Linked DNA regions of Oryctolagus cuniculus: region 2 is linked to region 1. The links are chromatin contacts, called in public Hi-C maps. All regions are on one chromosome and are shown on one strand. The core of a region is the stretch at or near the end of the contact, and the rest is flanking DNA. Distances in the headings are between cores, read along the strand shown. Region 1 overlaps ITGB8 (integrin subunit beta 8). Region 2 has its middle 21 kb from the start of ABCB5.

Region 1 (6,873 bases), core at 3,051-5,550:
GGGATGTCTTCAATGAAGATTAAGTAAATATCTTTTAAAATATTGGGGATTTATTATTCCATGATGTGCTGCATCTGATGTATTCATCCATTAATTTTATTTATCAGTTTTGAAAAATTCACCTCCAGATATATTAATTCTGTTTAACCTTGGGCTTTTGGGGTTACTTTTGTAAATCAATGCCAAATTAAATATTTAGGACCCTGTCAGATTTTTAGTGAATTTTTTAATCTTTCAGGGAACTTCTAAGACTTAATAAATGTTAGCAGATTTCCAAAAGTACAGCGAACGCCTACAAATATATGTGCACTGCAGTGTAAAGATGTCCCCAGAGAAATCAGACGCACACAGCGCTCAGCTGTGTTGTAGTGTATGTATGGCACGTCTTTAAGTCATTACAAACTTCAGGGCACAAAATGCTGCCGTACCAAAGTGGTGTTCAAGTTCTAAATATTATTAACAAACTAAAATTTCTATAGTTGTATTTAATATCAATGAAACTCAAAAGGCTCCTGTAGTCCTAGTAGTTGAAAATAGGCTTTATGTACATAAATTATTTAATCTAAGAATACCCTGTGTCCCCTTATCTTTTAATTAATTCTAACTAGTCAAATATTAATTCTCTTTTCACAAACCATTATACAGAAAATATATCAATTATTCAAGTAAAAGATAAGCTCTAAAATATTTAAGAATTAGCTCATTAAGTTAAAAAAAAAAAACCGAAACAACAAGAAAGCACAAGATGTCATGAGCATAACTACAATCACCAGCTAGCACTGAGTTTCCTGTGAGAAAGTCTGCCCCTCCTTTGGTCACACTCTCTGTACACTATGCCACTAAGGCAAACTTGAGAGGGTAGAAAAATATACATCCTTGGTTTTTAAGGATCTCATTTTATTATACTCATATGGACATTCAGTCCATATGGCAATTAGTTTACTGTTCATTAACAGTGTAATGTCCCTTTAAGAAAATTTAGCATTTGAATCATGGATATCTTCCATTTTTGTATTTTAGAAGTTGTTAGGCATCCTTTTTTTTCCCTTTAAAATGGATAGTATGTGTTACAGGACACAAATGCACTTTGTACATAGTCTTGAGTAAGCAAAGGTTGCTCACATGAGTAAAACACAGTGCCACGTGTTGTTCATGTCCCCAGTCTCTATACGAGGAAGCAAGTGCCACGCCATGTAGGATCATCACTGCAGGGCTGTGACAGCCAGAGGAGCTGTGGTGTAGTTGGCTCCAGAGCAACTTATGAAAGGTTTCTCAGTCCTCTCTAGGGCTGTCTTCACCACCATGCAAATATCTAGTACTTAAGCTCAAGTACTAGAAGGCAGCAAATCTGGGAACTTAGTTAAAAGATGCTTTAAATAAATCCCTTTGTGCTCATAGGCAAAACTCTGTCCTACACACAGGCTTGTTGGACCACCAGCCAGGAGACCCAGATTGACCAAGTCCATGGGAATAGAGAGTTGTAAAGTTTTCTTTGAGGGAGAGAGAGCACAAGGCCTTTTTATCAAGGCCTCAAGCTGCGCACTGTACAACTGCAGGGGGCACTGTTCATCCAGGCTATGGAGTGTGTGCATTTCCCTGTGGGTGCGCCCTTTCAGGCTGGTGAGCAGGAAACACTGGAAGCCAATATGGAGAATTTGGTTTGAATTACTCATTTCAGCATTGCTTTGAAATGTCTTCTTATGTTCTTAAGACTTCAGTAAATCCCATTTAAAATTTTTTGTCAGTTGGATATCTTAAAGAGGTAGCATGATATTGTGCAATGAACACTGGCCCAGCAATAAGACAGAAGCTTTTTCCTAATGCTGTCACTTTATCAGTTGGGTGTGTTTCAAGACATCATTTAAATTTTCTGAGTCTCAGTTCCCTGACTTACTAGACAGGTGAATGAGCTTATTTAAATCATCTTCCCTCTTCTGATTTTATACCTGTATGAGTTCTGGTGGGTATGGTTGGGTAATCCAGAGAAAGCATGACTTTCTAGGTCGAACTGAAGGGCAAATAGAGCTGCTCATTTAAAAAACCCCTAACAGCTATTTGCACTCAAAACTGTGAAAGAGAACTCATTCAATTGCTTGAGGCAAACTTTCTAAATGGCTTGCAGAATTTACCTTAATGACTACACAAATGAAAGGGTTGAACAATCCATCCAGTTTACCAGGTGAAGAAGAAATCAAAACACTAGGTCTGCAAACAATGAAGCTATTCCGGTTTGGACAACAGTTTACAGTGTTTCTCATTAACATTCAGCCTTTAAAACCAGTATTCTAATAAAGTGACATTGTATTATTAGTTCTGTATGCAGTAGTAACTTAGCACTTATTCAGTCCAGTCATTTGTGACATATAAACTTATCCTGCAGGGGAGAAAAACAAACTACAAAGAGAAAGAGGAGAGAGTGTTAGAATTTGCAACCATCTTGAAAAAAAGAAAAGATCAACACACATGCATTAAACTATACAGTTTCAGAAGCAATATCCCTTAATATTAAGCTTTCATATGTTCACCTCTTGAATAAATGAGACACTAACCATTTATTCATCTAGTTGTTCTTGTCTACTCATTGCCAACAGTTGAAGTGTTGGGCAAAATTGGCCTAAAACATCCGGTGTAACTACCAGATGATATTTTTCGTCTGCATGGTCAATGCAGGGATCACTGTACCCTTGTGGTGGCACAATGCAACTCTCTCACAGCGTTGTCTCTCTCTCTCTGGGAAGCATAGGAATGGAAGGTACCTGTAAAGTGTAATCAGTGCTCTTCAGATGATCTACATTCTAGGTTGATCTAAATAAGTTATATATTACAGTAAAGTGCTACAATGACACTAGTCTCAAACAGTAGTAAGACATTTTTCTCTGAAAAATTCAGCAGCTATGTGAGTCACATGACGATGAGGATGCTTGGCAGTCTTCACTCGAATCCATCCAGCAACTGGCACAATCTGGAACAATCTGTCTCCTCCTGTGACTTTTAGAACTATCCTTTTTTAGGAGCAGTTATTGAAAAATCAGTTTCCCACAAAGTATTTTTTTAAATCTTTTTTTCTTAGAAGTTGCACCTGAAAGTTTCATGAGCATTTAATTTACTGATATCCAATTTTATCTCTTCAGGTTTCTCACGTCGGTAGGTCACTGCTCTTGTGCAAACACTCTGCAGAATCAGCTTATCCTTGACGGAGAAGAAATATTGTTGTTAGTTAAGGGCCTAAATAATGTAGCTAGACAATAATTACTGGCAGCATTTTTTTTTTAATTCACTGACCTTTTTTGAGGCTGACACTCTGTAATCTGAGGAGGACTTGATTTTACTGCTATTCCATTGTAGTATCACTTGTCTAATGATCAGGATTTTAAGCAACCCAATCAAGAACGTGACTATGAATATGATGAAAAAAATCCTCAAGTAGCTTGGGCTAGAGAAACACTCTGTAATAAAGTAAACAAATAAATGGATTAAAAATCAGTATGAGGAGATCAGAGGATGGTACCAAGCAACTTATGCTGAGAGCTCAATGAATAGGACCAGAGATATTTGCAAACCTATATTTTTAAAATAGGGGATTCACATGACATGATTGCTGGCTCAAAAAAGTATTCTCTCTAATTTTATTGCATATTTCTTATAAAAATATTTTCAATAGATAGCCTCCCTTAGGGGAATATCCATGCTAATGGGAGCCTCCCTTAGGGGAATATCCATGCTAATGGGATTCAATAACATTTTTTTTTGCAGCTTGATGCTTTAATTGTATTAACTGGAATGTGTCCAAATCCCTTAACCAAACATAATTTTATCCATGACAGAGAAAAGGACACTTTTTGTAGTGTTTACTGTTGATCACTAAGTGGAAAATAGGATTTTAAACAATTATCTAACAGCTCTGGGCATGAGCATATGTTTCCCTTATTATTTTGTTGCACACCAGTAATGGAAAATTAAGTAAACATCTACAGAATCTAAAATCGGTACTAGATGAACAAATATTTCCTCTGAAGTTGCAGTGTAGGTTTTCATTATTATTACACATGGCTTCTCCAGGAAATGGGAGTGTCCAGTTTGGGACACACTCAAATCTCTTCCTCAATTTTATTAATTTCTTTTTTTACTCGTCTGTTAGCTAAATCTACTCCATTTTCTACTAAAATTTCCACCCTATTTTTTTTCAAGGACAGATAATTTCCAGTTGGAGGGGAAAAAAGCAGCAGTGTGAAGAGCACGCTAGATCTCTGCTTCAGCACCAGGCCTTTGGCACAGCGTCCTTGGAAAGCGGACAGGCTTGGTTGCTGCCAGTGGTATTACTCTAATCGGAGGGGAACATGGTTGCACAATAGACAAGTATTCCAGGGAACTCAACAGCTGTCCCAGATTCAGAAAGTGACTTCCTGGCTAAAGAGGCATTTGTGCCTCTGCCCATTCTCCAGGCATGGGGAGGAGCCCTTGAACGTGAAGGGTCTCCAGGGAGGCGACTGGCCAAGGCCTGGGGTAGCACATCCCCAGTTTATAGGTGATCTGAGTTAGAACTCCCAGGGACCAGCACGTGGGGCTCTTGGATCCACCAAGAGCTCGGTGATGAGAGGCAAGGGGTGCTCTCTCCAGCTGGGAAGGCAGAGGAGCCTTCCTTCTGGTCGGCAATCAGTTAACTTGAAAGAATGGACAAAGGCAGAGGCCCCAGGGCTCCTACTGGAACGGAAACCCTAAATACCAGAGCACGTCTCCAGCCATGTCGGGGTGGACTCCAAGGCGCTCTCAAAATGGTGCCCTGGAGTCTTCCGCAGTGACTTGCGGGGTCACGACGCGCAGGATGCATTTTGTCATTTGCCTTGGCTGATTCCAGACCAGTCACCCAGCCAAGCAGATGCTCAGAGGGGGCACGTGGCTGGATTCCCCTCTCTGGCCTCCTGCCCGGTAGGAGCTTAGCCAGAGAGACCGAAAGAACACTCTTTAAGTGTGATTGAGCGGACGGATCTCAGAGGTGCCTAACAGAAGCCTTTTCCCCACTCCTTGCACAAGAGTTGTGACGAGGAGGGGATCTCCCTCGCAGCTGACACATTTTAGGGACGTTTCTAACAGGGTAGGGTAGAAGACATTTTCAGGGTGCAAATCCGCTACCTTTTCAACCGTTGCTAGGGGTGGTCAAACATTTTCCTCTGACCCATGCTTTTCTTAGTTTTGGTCAGGCCGGGGCTTTTCCTAAGAAGTTTTAGGCAATTTTTTTTATGGTAACAACAGCTAAATCAGGAGTGTTTACTGAACATTATAAATGACATGTTGATAGCGAGGGCCCTTTTATTAGAAAAGGCACTTGGCTTTCTGGAGTGATTGCTGTAGCCCCAGCTGGCAGCACATGGGTTCTGTTCAGAGCCAAATCCATTACGGGCTAAGACCAGTGTGGTTGCAAAGCAAAAGGGAGAGAAAGCTCTAGTGAAAGTTTGCTTCTGTGTTCCATCTCTGCAAGAGCTGCACTTTTTCTTACTGGCATGGTGGTGCTGGTGGTGGGGGCAGCCCTGAAATAGTAGATGCAATCGGAATGTTTCCAGTGAGGACACGATTTCAAGGTTTATTCTAATTCAGATAAAGTTCCATACCTCAAACCTGTGCAATGCTGGCTCTGGCTTTTTGGGTTCTACGGAGTTTTTAGTTTAAATAGTCTTTAGGCACAGGTCTCATGTATTTCCCCGATTTCTGTGTCATCTTTAGATTCCTCTTTGATGATCACTGACTCAGTGCCGCGTGGCCTTTTCAATTTGTTATTGCCTCCGTTTCACAGATCAGAAAACTGAAACCCAGGGAGATTTTCTAAGAGGGCTGAGAATTTTTTTTTTTGAAAATGATTTATTTATTTGAAAGGCAAAATGACAGGAAGTGGGGGGTGGGGACAGAGAGAGAGAGCAAGAGTGAGAGCGAGAGCGAGAGCGAGAGAATCTACCATCCACTGGTTCACTCTCTAAAAGCCTGCAACAGGGCAGTTGCTGGGTGGGCTAGGCTGAAGCCAGAACTCGATCTGGGTGTTCCATGTGGGTGGTAAGAATACAAGGAATGGATCCATCATTGCTGCCTCCCAGGGTGTACCTCAGCAGGAAACTGGAATCAGAAGTGGAGTGGGACTGCAGGTGCCTCAGATGGGGACTTAACCTCTGTGCCCCACAGTGGCCCTTCCCCAGTGCCTTGATTGTCCAGTGTCGGTTTACCTGATGCCTGCTCCACATAAGGCTGCTCCGTGGAAGCACATGAGGTTCTACACTGATCAAGTATAGCCTGGGACAGATTGTGAGGGTGAAGGCATTGCACACAATTCCTGAAGGGGAAATGGAAGGGAAAATCTTTATTCTTTAAAAAAGTGTTGGCTGTCAAATGTTCTGTGAGAAATACAAGAATACATCTGCAATGACCAGTTTAAATTTCAACAGGTTCATTAGAAATAACTCCATCATTATATTGAAGTACTGCATTTCCAAATTAACCAATAATGAACAGCTAATTATCAAACCCGTTATTGGGAAATTACTTAGTTTAATTAAAAACTATTATTGGGAAATTAATTAGAAACCAATAAACAACAATGTCACCTTCATTTAACATATTAATCACTTTTAGAGGACTTCATAACCACTCTCGTTCTTTATCATTAAAATAGAGTAATAACAGCTAACATTTATCCTATGATTACCATGTACCAAGAACAAAGGTGGTATTCTTACATGAAGCATTAACTTATTCAGAATTGTAGCATGGTATTATTTACTGATTTTCAATATCAGCAAACAAAGGCATGGAAACTTCTAAAGCTTGTCCTAGATCACATAGCCAACTAATAATAAGCTGGGTAGCCCATATATTCAGGAACCTATTTCA
Region 2 (6,873 bases), core at 2,120-4,619, 180 kb before region 1:
TCACCCAGCACCACTTTCCAAGCATCGTGTGCTGTGCCGTCCTTTGTGTTCCTTGAGGTCACCTTGCACCTCCTGCTCTGACGCTCCTGTGCTTTGTTCTCTCTGTCTGGTCTTCCCTTCTCTACCTCCTTCTCTCTCTTCCCCCTCCTCCTCTCTCTCCCATTCCAGCTTCAGGTTGGCTACCACTTCCTCAGCAAAGCCTTATCTCTCTGTTTGTCCATTTCTGCATAACACACTCTCCTAGAAGCAGGTGCTTTTTTTCATACCCCTTCTCCCTTTTCAGTTATATCCCATATCTACATGACTGTTTGATTACCATCTGTCACTCCAGCTGAAATGCAAACTCCATGGTAACAGGATCCCTGTTGTCACTTGCTCACCACTATGCAGATTCTCATCGCCATGGGAGACCGAAAAGAATCGCTCTTTGCTTTTCCACTCGAGGTCTCTGAGGTGAGGAGAGGTAGTGAAGAAATTAAAAAGTCAGAGTTAAATGATGCTGGGTGAGAGGGCTCTAATCTTTTTAGTGTCCCTCTAGTCCAATGGGAGGCAAATTGCCAGTTTGTTAGTGTGGGGTAGAATGCTGAGCTTCTCACATTCTGGTCCCCGTGGGGCGTACAGCATCCTGCAATCTGTTACAATTAAATGGCATGGCAGGCACCCAGGAAGTGAGGTGAAGTAAAAAGAGTTTAAGCCATTCTGGGGTCATTTCCACAAACAGTAAGGACTTTTTCTTAAATAACTCTGCAAAATCATGAGGGATTCTTGGTCAAGACTCATCAACACAGCTTTTAGACAAAAGGTCCCTATGGCAGCTAGGACGAATAGCTTGAGATGGTCTTTCAATTGCAAGGATCAAATGTGCGCCTTTGCAGACAATTTATAGCAGACAACTCATGCATGTGTTGTTTGCCAAGGGGCCAAGACAGCACAACTAGCATTTTGTGCCCTGATGGTTGGGTGTCCCTGTGCCCAGCTACTGTGTGGGTAACTCAGGAGGATGACTTGGATTGACTTCAATCCTTTTTTTAGCTTTTGCTGGTAACCCCCTCCTAGTAAGCAGTGAGTCAGTGAGTGATCTCACACAGCTAATAGCGTGACTAGATCGGGATAAAACAGGTTAGTTATGGGTAGTGGCTTTGTTTGCATTATATATGGTTGCTCCACGGTTACAGTTATGCCCTATGGTATGCTTCAAAAAATGACCACAGCTAAATTTCCAGCTCAACATACTCTGCCAGAAAACTTTCACAACTACTCAAACGTTGAGATGTTTTCTTTTTCCTTTGAAATCAGGTAGCATTTCGTAGCTGTCTCAACAGACATGCATGGTGGAAGTGGCATTGCCTGACTTACAAGGCTTGTTAAAAGTGTGTTATGGCTTCCACTTGTTTTACTCTCTCTCTCAGGGCATTCACTGCTGAACTCAGCCACCATATTGTGAGGAAGTCCATGCCACGTGGACAGACCAGGAGTAAGGTGATCCTGCACAGACCCAGGTAAGGACTCAGCTGCCTGCCAGTGTGGATTTACATGTGAATGAGGCTTCCCTGGATTTCAGTCCCCAGCATTAACGCTATCCTGGATGATGCTAAGCAGGGCACAGGTGATCTCTGTTCCAAAGAGGGCTTATAAATATAGTAACTGTTGTTACATAAACTGAAGTTTTGGGGTCACTTGTAGATAACTGGAGAAATAGTCTAAGGCAAGGAGCAAAGCATTCTGTTTCACTTTGCTTCTTTGCTTGTATGGATACTGTTGCTTGTACCTAAAATACCCTGTCTTTTGGTTCTCTTCTCATTTGCTCCACTTGTCTAAACTTCCTCCTTACCTTTCATGAATAGCTCAGGTGCCAATCTCTGTGGGACACGTCCCATCATCCTTAGTCAAATGGCCCTCCTGTTTGTAGAAGTCTCAACAGCAATCTCAGCCAAATGGGCCATCAGGATCCGTTGAAAAGTTTGGTGTCTGCACCAGTCAGTGCATTTGTCTTCATATTATTCAACTTGATGTCATTAATCTTCATACACCCAGGGACTAGCATAGCGGCTGGTTCTACCAGCTGCAACCTTTGTGGACATGGTTGAGGAATGTTCCGGAGACTCCCCTTCCTTATCTGGGAAGCAAGATAAAAACCTCCAACTTGTAGTGTTGTTTGTGAGGATGGAAGGATAAAGTCGTCCAAGGTGCTGGCACAGAGCAATTGCTGTACAACTTAGCTGTTTACAACGACAGAGTAACCTCAGAATAAGAGAACCCGCTCGGCGTTCCAGAAAGCAGATCCAGTGAATAGTATCTAGAGGTACATCAACCACAGTTTCCTGACCTCGCTTCTCTGCTCCCTTACTGGGCAGCTTTGAATTCATTCTCTTTTCCCCACTACCTAATTTTCTTTACACATTTGCTCTCAGAAGGAGGGCAGGTACAGCTGAAAGAGGTGGTGTCAGCTGGAGTGATGAATGGATTTTTAAATTCATACCAAAGCCAACACTCATAGAAGCCAAGTGCTTGCAACAGATAATGTGTTTTAAAGTTCAAAAGTTTGGCTTGGGAATATCAGAATACAAAGTCTCAAAAGCAACAAGGCATGGAGATTATACCAAAAATCAACATAATGTAGGGGTGATAGGAGTGAATGGGAGAGAGCCCAATCCTGCCCTTTCCCCCACCTCACCCATATCCCAAAACAGAAAAGAATTGATGCCTTATATCTTAGGGTTCCAGGGTATAACCAGGGGAAAGTGGGAACCTGTTAGAGCCTCCTTGGTCCTCGTGGGGTTGGAACAGCAGACCAGCCAGGGGCCGATGAAAAGCCTGAACTAATACGTCCTAACAGAGTCCGATGCAGCCAAGGGTTAAGGAAAGAATCCAGTGGGGATGCAGAGGGTTGAGAGAGATCCAGCTGAGTGTAGGGAACATACATGGGGACATGGGGCAGGACAGAGAAGACATGCTGTATGTGTGTGTGTGTGTGTGTGTGTGTGTTGTGCCAGTGACCACAGCACAGCAAGCACCTGCTGGAGAGCCAACACCACACACTCTGCTAGTTACATTTTATTTTGGTGTCATTGGTGTGAATTCTCAGGGGTGGCTGAATGATTTCAGCATAATTTTTGTAGGCAGAGGCTCCCCTTTTTCTTCCATTGCTCTCACTTTGGAATGGAAAGGGTCTCTTAACCTTCAAATGAGTAGGCAGGCAGGACCCAGTGCAGGCTCAGTGGACTTCCTGCTGACGGCCCTTGCAATAGCATGACGGCCCTTGCAATAGCATGAGGCTCTAGCGTGCCGCGTCCCAGCTGCTCCCCGAGGAGCCAGTGCACAGGCTGCAGTGAGGCAGCAGAAATGCCCCTTGCCTGGAGACATGCTGCCGGGTCAGCACTTGCAGCTCTCAGCAGCGTCGGCCCTCTTATCACTGTCGTCTGAAGAGCACAGGCTGTTCTCCGTGATCTTGGCACCAGGCTCTTGGGGAAATTTATGGTGGAAGCTCTGCTTCCAGGGTCAAATTCACGTTGCAGTCAAGCTGCAGTGGTGAATACTATTGCAGAGCCTGCGATCCCCGGAGATAAAGCGTCCAGTGCCCTGACTCTGGGGCAATTCGGCCGGGAAGCATTCGAGGGCAGCACTTGCAGGAGTGGAGACTGAGCCGCCTGCCTAGGGATCTTTTCAAATTTTATTTAAGAAAAATAAATTTCCAAAGTACAACTTCTGGATTATAGCGGCCCTTCCTCCCACAACCTCCCACCCACCTGCAACCACCCTACTTCCCACTCCCTCTCCCATCCCATTCTTCATCAAGACTCATTTTCAATTATTTTTATATACAGAAGATCAACTTAGTATTTACTAAGTAGAGATTTCAACAGTTTGCACTAAAACAAACACACAAAGTACAAAGCACTGATGCCTGAGAAACTCTCATGGGCTCTTCAGCCAGATCCGATTGCCTTAAGGGCTGATTCTGAGGCCTGGGTGCTATTTAGGACATCTGCCATTCTATGAGTCTGCTGTGGATCCCACTTGCCATGTTGGATCTTTCTCTCCATTTTTTATTCTATCAGTTAGTATTAGCAGACACTAGTCTTGTTTATGTGATCACTTTGGTACTTAATCCTATTATTACGATCAATTATGAACTTAAACTGATCAGTTTGACTAGTAAGATGGCATTGGTACATGCCACCTGGATGGGATTGAAGTGAAATCCCTGCCTGGGGATCTTGTCCCAGGCCCAATATTTACTGGATTGAAGGCCCACAAAGGTATTTTATCCTTAGCTCTTCAGCGTTTTTGTCAGTAAAATAGGCATGGAAAGAAAGGGCTGACCTTGTAGGACTTGGGCATTGAGTGAAGGAAGGCAAACACAGCCCTTTGTCTGGCTTCTTGTGAGTTCCCAGTGACCGCTGAATTTGCTAGCATTCTCATTGTTGTTGCCAACACTCACCATGGCAAAAACGTTTGCCGGCTGCCCCACTGATAGCTCGCTCCCCTTGCCACGGCTCTTCCTTGTCATCAGAGCACAGAGTTCATGTGGTTTTCTGGGTGCCACATGCTGATTGATTTTCATTTGCTTTGATTTTTAAAAATGCTTATTTGTTTATTTATTAGAAAGGCAGAGCAACACACATACAGTGAGAGAGTGAAAGAGAAAGAGAGAGAGAGAGAGGAAGAGAGAGAGAGAGGAGAGAAAGAGAGAGACATAGAGAAGGATTTTCCATCCACTGGTTCACTCCCCAAATGCCGGCAACAACCAGGGCTGGGCCAGACTGAAGTCAGGAGCCAGGAACTTTATCTGTGTCTCCCCTGTGGGTGGCAAGGGCCCAAGTTATTGAGCCATCATCTACAGCCTCCTAGGTGCATTGACAGGAAGTTAGATCGGAAGCAAAGGCAGGAAGTGATCCCAGGCACTCCAATATGGGATGTGGGTGTCCCAAGTAGCAGCTTAGGTTGTTACACCACAATGTCAGCACATGATGGATTCTGATTGGGTGAAATACTTAGTAATGAGAGGTTCCTCTTGATTCTGAAGCACCCTGGGCATGGCACTTCAACATAACCCGTCTAGAGGCAGGCATAGAAGTGAATTAATGTGGTAAAGAAGTAAGAGAGAGCTTGTCACCTCAACTAAGGACACATCAGAGGTGAGGGTCCCAGGAGGGGACACTGGAAGCAGCACCCCTTGCAACATGTGTGAGACTTGAGCAGAGAAGAGCAGAAAAACAACCTTTTCGATTGCAAACCCTTGACATGACTGCAACTTGTTGTCCCCTGTAAGCATCACATTGCTTAGCCCATCCTGGCTGGCACAGAAGAGCAGGCACTGTGAAATCTATTTTGTCTTCGGTTATTCTTCGCATAGCATTCTATGGACACAGATTTCCCAGAAGTTGCTTTTATTCCGATCGAAAGTTTTATTTTTTTTATTTAATAAATGTGAATTTACAAAGTGCAACTTTTGCATTGTGTGGCTTTCTCCCCGCAACCTCCCTCCCTCCCGCAGCCCTCCCATCTCCCATTCCCTCTCCCATCCCACTCTTCATCAAGATTAATTTTCAATTATCTTTATACACAGAAGATCAACTTAGTATATACTAAGCAAAGATTTCAACAGACTGCACCCACACACCCACAAAAGATATAGAGGACTGTTCGACTAGTAGTGTTATTGTTAACTCTCATAGTAAAACACATTAAGGACAGAGATCCTACGTGGGGAGCAGATGCACAGTGACTCCCATTGTTGATTTAAGAACTGACACTCTTATTTATGACATCAGTAATTACCCAAGGCTCTTGCCATGAGCTGTCAACGCTATGGAAGCCTCTTGAGTTCACCAACTCTGAACTTGTTTAGTCAAGGCCATATCACAGTGGAGGTTCCTTCCTCCCTTCAGCGAAAGGTGCCTCCTTCTTTGATGGCCTATTCTTTCTGCTGGGGTCTTGTTCACTGAGATCTTTCATTCAGGTTGTTTTTGCCACAGTGTCTTGGCTTTCCATGCCTGTGAGACTCTCATGGGCCTTTTAGCCAGATCCGAATGCCCCAAGGGTTGATTCTGAGGCCAGAGTGCTGTTTTGGGCATTTGCCATTCTATGAGTCTGCTGTGTGTCCCGCTTCCCCCGCAGGATCATTCTCTCCCTTTTATTTCTATCCTTCATTATTTGCAGACACTGGTCTTATTTGTGAAATCTCTTGGACACTTACCCTATCTTTTTGATCAATTATGTACTTAAACTTATCACTTTAACAAGTGAGATGGCATTGGTACATGCCTCCTTGGTAAGATTGACCAATCAAAAGTTTTTATGTAGATTCTAGGACGTTATTAAATCACAGTTCATATCAAGCTGTCCTGTTTCTAGCTTTCGCCATTGTGTGTTTAGTTTTCGTGGCTATCATTTCTAACAAGAAAAAATTCTAAATTAATATGGTTCCCGGCTAGCAAGCTCTAAAATTTTGCTTGTGTCAAATTGTTCTGATCTAAATTCCAGTAGGAAAATGTAAACCTGTAATTTTCCCATCAATCATAAAGGCTTATGAGAAAAGAAGTATTGCACAGAACAGACTCTGGAACCAGATTGATGGATTCCTGATTCAAATTTACCACTGCCAGCTCTGCCACTTGGGACAAGTTGCTTAACTTCTCTGTGCTCCACTGCTTTCATGCAGGAAAAGGAATATAATTAGCATCTAACTCATGGGATGTTCAGTAGAGTTAATTGGTTAATTTTTAAAAGAATTTTTAAAGCTCTTAGAACAAGGGCCGGCCCCGTGACACACTAGGTTAATCCTCTACCTGCGGTGCCGGCATCCCATATGGGCACCGGTTCTAGTCCCGGTTGCTCCTCTTCCAATCCAGCTCTCTGCTGTGGCCTGGG

Evidence for each region. A called contact is a pair of places that touch in the nucleus more often than the background predicts.
Region 2: a contact with region 1 is called in a Hi-C map of skin fibroblasts, with 2.7 times the contacts expected there. The contact joins two enhancer-like sites. A contact is called at or near these places in 3 of 6 Hi-C or Micro-C datasets (embryonic fibroblasts, skin fibroblasts and an unstated tissue).

The regions. Positions count from the first base shown.
Region 1 is chr16:12,473,973-12,480,845 of mOryCun1.1, reverse strand. ITGB8 (integrin subunit beta 8) reads right to left here. Exons shown (of 14, transcript NM_001082304.1): 12 at 6,210-6,316; 13 at 3,283-3,446; 14 at 3,059-3,189. The coding sequence ends at 3,067. Among named protein-coding and RNA genes, the nearest start is that of ITGB8, 86 kb to the right of the region's middle. Within about 2 kb of position 4,300, at least 2 of the 8 cell types and tissues checked have an H3K27ac peak or open chromatin away from gene starts, as enhancers often do.
Region 2 is chr16:12,655,992-12,662,864 of mOryCun1.1, reverse strand. No RefSeq gene overlaps it. Among named protein-coding and RNA genes, the nearest start is that of ABCB5, 21 kb to the left of the region's middle. Within about 2 kb of position 3,369, at least 1 of the 8 cell types and tissues checked has an H3K27ac peak or open chromatin away from gene starts, as enhancers often do.